3 separate regions of the Mus musculus genome follow, and regions 1 and 3 are each linked to region 2. A link is a contact called in public promoter capture Hi-C data. All regions are on one chromosome and are shown on one strand. The core of a region is the stretch at or near the end of the contact, and the rest is flanking DNA. Distances in the headings are between cores, read along the strand shown.

What was found. Promoter capture Hi-C pulls out the DNA fragments that hold promoters and counts their contacts. Capture Hi-C pulls out chosen DNA fragments and counts their contacts.
Region 1: a promoter capture Hi-C map of liver shows a contact between it and region 2. The contact joins the promoter of Srpk1 here to the promoter of BC004004 in region 2. A contact is called at or near these places in 2 of 115 datasets of contacts at active chromatin or transcription factors (memory CD8 T cells and pancreatic cancer cells) and 1 of 9 other capture datasets (liver).
Region 3: a contact with region 2 is called in a promoter capture Hi-C map of liver, with 2.9 times the contacts expected there. The contact joins the promoter of 1810013A23Rik here to the promoter of BC004004 in region 2. A contact is called at or near these places in 1 of 39 promoter capture datasets (liver) and 2 of 115 datasets of contacts at active chromatin or transcription factors (bone marrow-derived macrophages and pancreatic cancer cells).

Annotation. Positions count from the first base shown.
Region 1 is chr17:28,621,157-28,623,856 of GRCm38.p6, reverse strand. It overlaps Srpk1 (serine/arginine-rich protein specific kinase 1), which reads left to right and starts at 1,336. Exons shown (of 16, transcript NM_016795.4): 1 at 1,336-1,457; 2 at 1,820-1,880. The coding sequence starts at 1,445.
Region 2 is chr17:29,267,460-29,270,159 of GRCm38.p6, reverse strand. BC004004 (cDNA sequence BC004004) reads right to left here and starts at 1,372. Exons shown (of 9, transcript NM_030561.3): 1 at 1,158-1,372.
Region 3 is chr17:28,270,331-28,273,030 of GRCm38.p6, reverse strand. It overlaps 1810013A23Rik (RIKEN cDNA 1810013A23 gene), which reads right to left and starts at 1,323. Exons shown (of 3, transcript NR_045427.1): 1 at 1,144-1,323; 2 at 787-830; 3 at 1-60. All of the region lies in intron 2 of Ppard (peroxisome proliferator activator receptor delta), which reads right to left.

The sequences.
Region 1 (2,700 bases), core at 87-2,586, 650 kb after region 2:
TCTCCACAGCAGTACCCACAGTCTATGTTTTGGAAGAAATACTGGGGTCTAGAGAGCCTCATGTTCCTCCCCCATCTCTCTCATAAATGCCTGCTGATTCTACTTTACTATAGGAGTTTTGATGCCTGAATCATTGGGTTGGGACAGCAAGATTCTGAGCACACAATCCTTTCCACGTTCTCATCTTTCTGTAATGGGGATAATAACTACCTTGGCCTGAAGTTGACATCAGCATCTAATAAGATCATGCACTTGACAGTATGGAAACACCCGGTAAGTCCTACGATGAAGAGAGTTCTTCAAGGAGAAAACAGAATTCCCATTCACACCCTTCCTTTAAGGCTTTCAACTTGCAGCTAGAAAATTCCCTTTAGAAGTGTTTGCTTTTACTTAAAATAATTGTTTAGCTTACTTATGGGTGAGGGGTTGTTGCATGTGCCATGGGTCCTGTGTGCAAGTCAGAGAGAGACCTGTGGGAATTGGCCCTATTTGGATTTGAATTCAGGTCCTTAAGGCACCTTTACTTGCTGAGCTGTCTTCTGGTCCAGTTCTTTTCTTTTTTTCTTTTTTCTTTTTTGGTTTTTCGAGACAGGGTGTCTCTGTGTAGCCCTGGCTGTCTTGGAACTCACTCTGTAGACCAGGCTGGCCTCGAACTCAGAAATCTGCCTGCCTCTGCTTTCCAAGTGCTGGGATTAAAGGCGTGCACCACCACTGCCCAGCTTCTGATCCAGTTCTTTTTTTTTTTTTTAATATTTTTTTATTACGTATTTTCCTCAGTTACATTTCCAATGCTATCCCAAAAGTCCCCCATACCGCCCCCCCATCCAGTTCTTATTGATTTATTTTGGGTCAGGATCTCATTATATATGCCTTGCTGGCCTGGAACTCATAAAGATACACCTGCTTCTGGAGTGCTGGGATTAAAGGCATGGGCTGCTGGCCCAAGGTTTTATCTTTAGAAGAGGACAGAGGCACACGTTCCCTCCTTCCAGCCTTTGTTCTGTGTGTATCCACATACAATTTAATTTCCCATTTTCTTTAATGTCTTAATTGGCCCTTACAACAGCTCAGACAGGAACTGGGATATGTTTGGGTTAAGCAGTTTTGCAGGCCGGGGAAACTGAGGCAAATCCCGACTGACTGCGGAGCCCTGCCTTTCCTCAGGAGGTAAGAACTTCAAGCCGCGCGCTTTATGGCGGGACACTAAAACCAGCTTCCCATTCAGGATCCCTCGGTCCCTTGCCCTCCACTCTCGTACACCCCGGAGCAGGTGGTAGGCTCTGTGTTCACCACGCAGGCGCGCGACGCCGTGTGGGGCGTGGTCGGGCGGGCCCGGAGGCGGGGCCGGCGCGCGCCGGGAGGAAGAGCTGGGATTTGGGCCGCGGCGGGAGCCCGAGTCGGCGTCACTCGAGTGCGCAGGCGCCTGGCGGTTACCGGTCTCGCCATGGAGCGGAAAGGTGAGCGGCGGAGCGGCCTCCGCCACGAGGAGCCACGGCGGTCCCCGACTGGGCGCCAGGCGCCTCTCTGGCCACTGTCGCGGCCCCCTGAAGCGGCGTCACTCTTGCCTCTCGCCCCTCGGCTGCGGCGTCCTCCGGCGCCCGCCGTCCCCGCCCCTCGCTCCGCAGCCCCCAGGCCGGGGCGGCGAGGCCTCATGGCCGGCCCGAGCCTCTTTGGGCGCGCCGGGCCTGGCAGCCGCTGTGCACCCCGAGCAGCCCGCCCCGCGCTCGGCCCGCAGCCTCAGGCCCGGTCGCCCTGCGTGCTCGCGCCGCTCCCCGCCTCCCACTTACATCGGCCCTTCATCCATCCCTCTCTCCCGCAGTGCTCGCGCTCCAGGCCCGAAAGAAAAGGACCAAGGCCAAGAAGGACAAAGCCCAAAGGAAGTGAGTCTTGTACCCCAACATCCCGCCCTTTGCGTTTCCTCGGGGACCTCCTCCCCCTACCGGGTTGTGCGCTTCGGGCGGTTCCCCCCCAACCCCTCCCCGCCACATGGTTACTGGGCCGCTGTGTGATTCGCCCTCCGGGAATCATGTGGAAGGTAGCTGGGTCTCCAGGCTCGGGTCTGCTGGAAAGACCCGGAGCCTGCCCGGCACCACTCGCCAACTCCATCGAGGAGGCCCAGGTGTGGCCCGGCAGCCGGAGCTGGCAATCATTACCTGCCTGTCTGTGAACTCTGCTCTTCCTTCCGTGCTCCGCAGCGTCTTAACTTGCCTCCTACGTCTGTCCGCACGCTACGCCATCGGGAAATTGTTGAATGAATTTTCCCTGTTTACCCTTGGCCCTGCCAACCACACGCTCGCTTGGGTAGAGGAGGACGGCCGGGAGTCTTCCTCGCGCCTGATTACTCTGCTTCCTAAGTCTGGGAGACTCTGTGGCGTTGCTGTCCACTCGGTGTGCCGGCTAAGTTATGCATTACCGGCGGGCCGTACTATCAGGTCCTCAGAGCAGTAACGTCGGAGTAATGTCCAGAGTCAAATTGCTGGTGCCGGTTGGGTGATTCCGGCTTGGTGGGCCTAGTGCTACACTTGCCCGATTTGATGTGTAATAGTGGTTTAGTGGTGTTGGGGGTGTGTGTGCACAAAAGAGGGCACAGTCTGATAGAAACGCTGGGTGGAGGCTTATTCAAGTGAGCTTAGCTGCTACCATTCCCACCAACGTCTTTGTTTTTTGAGATAGCCTTGGCTGACCTGGAACTCCCTATGT
Region 2 (2,700 bases), core at 123-2,622:
ATAAAACCAACTTATCATATGCCCTAGAAAGTGGCAAAAATCGATCACCTTCACTTGAGCCCCATGAACACTTCTAAAGCTATAATGACAAGAGCCCCCATTGCCCGTGTAACCACGAGTGTGTTCATTAAAGGCTGACAGCAGAGAACTCCTACCAATCTCTGGAGCTCAAGATCCTCCCCTTCCTGCCACTGTTGATGTGGCCACCTGTGTGTCCTTCTGGACCATCTTCCAGTTCATTCCCAAGCTCACCTCAATGGTGAAGTCTAGCTCCGGGCCTCCCTCAGCTCCAAAGCCTTCATACCTTATCATGAATACTTGTCTTTCTCTTTACATCTGTCTTCTGCTTCATGTAAGGCCTCTTAGAACTCCTGTGGCCTCTTTACCCCTTACACAGCTATTCAATAGCCTACATAGACATATAATTACTGTGGGATGTGTAGTCTCCGGTGAGAGTTAATATCACCAGTGAAGACTGGAATGATATATTCTATTTTCGGTGATGGCCAGCTGTCAAGGGAAATCTCGAAATCTTGGCAAAATTGCAGCCAACGAAACCCAGTTTGTGAATCTGTACTTCCATTGTGAAAGACATTGTGCCTGGCACTGTGAAAAGACAAACGTGTCCCTTTATGTTTCTGACATAGCATACTCACGACACATGGCTTGCAAGGTTTAAGTCTTAAAATGCAAGGAAACACTAGGCAGCTTATTTTTCTCGTACTGGCAGGCGATTGACTGCAAACGGGTCAGTGTGCCATGCCACGTTCTGAGACGCCAAGTTTATCACATTAAGTCCACATTAAAATAAATAAAATTAAATTAAGTACTTCCTCCTTAACATTTGGGCTAAGATGTCTAAGAAGGGGCCATTCAGGGGTGACGCTAAGGCATCTGTGACAGGTTGGCAAGCGGGGTCAGGGCTTTCGGACACGGCCGCCACGTCTGCGAACCAAGTTCGAGCAGTGTCGGACCCCGTCACCCTCCCCGCGGAGCCTCGGGAAAGATGTCAGAGGGGATCTGCCCCGGGGAGCGGTCGGGGGTGCTGTCAGTCAGCAGAACGCGGACGGGAGCGGCGAGGAGGGCGGCGCGAGGCAGCGGCGGCCGCGGAGGGCGGCCGGCCTCCCCCCTCCCGGCCTCGGGCCCCAGTCACTCACATGCGGGCCCGCGCCCTCTCGGGCTCCTCCCGCCTCGGGGACAGCAGCCGCCGGGCGAGGAGGGTGGGCCAACAACTTCCTGCTTCCGGCAGCGCGACCCGGAAGTGGTTCTCGCGCCGCCGGCCAGGGCTGGAACACAAAGGAAAAGCTCCTTGCGCCCCAGGTTCCGAAACAGATCTGGCGAGGTCGCGGGGCGCGGGGCGCGGGGCAAATCTCGCGGTATCTGAAAAGCTTGTGCTCTTGCTCCCCCTGACGTCCAGATGGCACTACTGCGCCTTCTCAGTCGTAGAAGTCTCAAAATATTAATAACAACAATAATAATAATAATAAAAAAATTTTTTTAGGGGTCCGGACTCATTGACTCAATTCATTCCCATTTACACTTGGCTCACTCGTTTGTATCTATTGACTGCTGGTTCTGTGGTAAGCATCACTAAGCACTGTACTCTTAGGAAACTGCTTCAAGAATTATATATTGTAACATGAACATTCTCACAACACCTGACCATGAACCAGCCAAACAGGTTTATGGAGCTGGTTAACTGACTGCAGGTTTCTCTCACAAATAGGGAGTGGCAGTCAGCAACTGTTTGTATATGTGTGTGTGTGTGTGTGTGTGTGTGTGTGTGTAGTATGTGTACGCTTCTCCATGCACATAAGTGTCTTCAGAGGCACCGGATCCCATGGAACTGGACTTACAGACAACTGTGAGCAGAATGATATAGATTCTGGGAACTGAACTCAAATTCTTTGGGAAAACAGCTTTCTGAACAGCCAAGCCATCTCTCAAGCCTCTATATCAGAACCTTTAACTGATTTCTACCCGGGGACCTGAAACAAAATGCTGGGCTCAGCCCTGATGCTATAACTCAAAAGCCATGGTGACTGTGAGATGGGGTCAGATGAACCAGAGCAAAGACTCCAGGCCACCAGGCCACTCTACGCTCTCCCCATACAGGCACAAATAAGTCTCCTTTCCTGACACCCACTACTACCTGTACCCTCAGCTGACATACTAAGCCTGCCAGAACTGACTTTGTTTTTAACCCCTTAAAATGACAGTTACACAGGCTAGAGAAAGGGCTCCGGAGTTACAAGCACCTGCTGCTCCAGAAAAAGACCAGAGTTCACTTTCCAGCACCCACACAATGGCTTAGAACTGTCTGTAGCTGCCGGGCAGAGTGAGTTCCAGGACAGGCAGGGCTATACAGAGAAACCCTGTCTCGAAAAACCAAATAAACAAAAAAACAAAAAAACTAAAAAGGAGAATATATGGAGCCTAAATTCATCTATGGTGGCCTTGGAAATTCTCAAAGTCCCCTTTTCAGAACCTCACCGAGTGAGAGAACTGGGGTTAGCAGAGTTCCCATCACTTGAAGCTGCAAGGCAAAGAGAGACAGGTGAGACTGCACTGAAGAGGTACAGTTCTGTTTCCCTAAGGACACCAGCTTTACAGAGAACAGTGACGATCAGAGTGGCAGCCTCCTTAGATGACAGGCTGGAAGAGAACAGAGAATGTCTTTAAGAATTTAGGGCTAGCCTT
Region 3 (2,700 bases), core at 74-2,573, 1.0 Mb after region 2:
AGATAAGGGCTGCTTCACTCAGCTCTGGAAAGCAGGAAGTCCCCAAGGCTTTCCTGGTCCCTGAGAAAAGGGACAAAGCGGTTGAGTGGAGAGGCAGCGGAGCAGATGGGCTCTCCCTGCCCTAGTAGAGCACTCTAGAGATGGGAGCCCAACCATGCCCTCCACAGATCTACCCGCTAGGATCCCCCAGATTCCCTTGGCAGCCTGCACGCTCACTCAGGAGGGGGTCTGCGGATGTGACAGAGAAATAACGCCGGAAGCAGGCTACAGGGGTGACACCTGCACACCACATTAACAGGACAGTACACCTCACACACTCAGGTCACACTGGGCTCCTTCACCTCACAAGCAAGGAACCGGCTCGACACAGAATGCCGAGGACACATGCCTCTGTGCACCAGATGTTACACTGGTGACAGGGACAACCTGTAAACACTGGTTCATTCAGGAGTGCTGAAATGCAGGCTCTGAGGTGGCCATGAGCCAGGGGAAGACATCCCAGCACTTTCCCCAGCCTGCACAGAGCAACCTGTTCCTTGCCAGGACTCTCCGGCCTTGGCCTCCAACTCATGAGCTTCCCGGGAGGCCGAAGAGGGAGGACAGCACAGAACAGGCACTCGGAACGCCCAGAGAGCTGACTGTCTTGGTGCTGTGGCAATAGGCAGAGGACAAGGTGGCCCAGACAGGAAAGACAACAAACTGATTCAGCCCTAGCCACCGACTTCTCAACAATAAATGCTCTGGAGGACACCGAGGAGTGCTAGGGACAGAGTCCTCTCTACTCACCCAGGGCTCAGGAGCGGCTTCCTTGAGGATGCGGATGCTGCAAACTGGATAGAGACAGGTCTGTGGGCTGGCTGTGGGCCGCCGCAGCAGAGGCCACTCAGCCAGTCCCGGGCCACTCGGCACTCAGCTGCCCAGCCCTCTTTTCTGGAGGCCTCTACCACAGTCTCCACCCAAATCCTGGGGCTACAGCAGGTGGTAGCTCCCCACCCACCATAACCTGCTTGGCAAGGCCTTCCGCACCTTTCCCCACTGAAGCTTCCTGCTTCTCTCTTCCCCAGGAGTCCAGATCGAGGCAGGGCCTTCCTTATCTACCTGGGATTCACAGGCCAGCTTGGGAACCCTAGGCACTGACCTTACCATGGCTCACAGTCTGCTCCTTACAGCCTGCACGTCCCCGAGGGAGTAGGTGGGGGTTGGAAGGGTGCCTGCAGGATACCTTGGACACAGCCTTCCCTCTAAAAGAGGCTGAGAGCAGGCAGGGGGCCTGCAGCTAGCCCAGCGGAGGGCCTGCTTTCTACCTGAGACTGCCAGGTGCACAGGGCGCTGGGAAACACAGGGTGTGGTGTCCTGGGAGCCCTGTACTGGAGTGACCTTAGTGCTGGCCAACCACATCAGAGGTAGGACTGGCACAGGGACAAGGCAAGACTGTCCCCAAACACAAGTAAGCTTGGCTCATGAGCAGAGTGGCCTGGCCTGGGAGCTCAATCTCACGCAGCCTCGGGTCCGGAAGTGCTGTTACAGTCATGCGAAGAGGCAGCAGGGTTGAGTGGTCCCAAACCCAGGAATACTGGTTCTGAAGGTTCATCACAAAACGCTTCTTTCTTTTTTTTTTTTTTTTTTTTTTTTTGGTTTTTTGAGACAGGGTTTCTCTGTGTAGTCCTGGCTGTCCTGGAGCTCACTTTGTAGACCAGGCTGGCCTCAAACTCAGAAATCCGCCTGCCTCTGCCTCCCAAGTGCTGGGATTAAAGGCGTGCACTACCACACCCGGCTCACAAAAAAAACGTTTCTTAACTGCCATTACTCATGACATGGGAGTGATGGTCGCCAGTGGCTCGCACACGCAGAGGTCAGTCCTTCCAGGCCTCTGCTGGTACTAAAGGCATGGCCTTTAGGTGCCTTCTATACAATGGGATTTCCATTCTATAGTCCTGGCTGGCTGGGAACCCACGATCTTTCCTGAACCTGCAGGTGGCAGGCCTCCTAGGGAAAGCAACCTCCCGCCTCTGAGACAAGGTTTCTCACAGGTCTGGAGGCTGGTGAGCAGGCTAGGCTGGCCGGTATGCCCCAGAGACCCATCTCTCTCCACCTCCCCGTGCTGCGCTCGCAGGTGCACAGCCAAGCTTTTAGTGCAGGCTCTGGAAATGGAACTTAGGCCTTCACACTTCATATCAGAAAATTAAATTAAAACGAGCGTGTGGGGCCCCGTGCCTGAAACGCCATTATCAGCACAGAGATATGGGAAGATCTGGAGCCTGAGACCCTCCTTTGTCTCAGGCATCAAAAAATGAAGGAAGCAGGAAAAGTCAGTTTTTTTTCTTTTAAAATTCATAAAGTGAAAACATTCCTTTAAAATTCTGTGTGAAAGACACAGAATAATTTATAAATTGAAGGGTTTCTGGAAATTTCTGTTCCTTGTTCCCAAATCCTGACAGCCAGGGACTGCTGGGAACCTGCAGTCCTTTAGGCCCTTTCTTATGTGGCTCCAGGGGCAGGCTCCCGCAGGCACGCACGCACAGCAGCCAGAGTCCTCCTCAGGTAGAGTCACTTCCTGGCCCGGCGTGGGTGCTGAGCATGTGTAAACACACTGACCCAGGCACCAACAGCTGTGTGAGGAGACCACACAGGAAGCAGAGCCTGCAGAAGAATGAACGCTGGCAAGGTGGGAAAGGCCAAGCAGGAGGGCTAGTGGGGCAG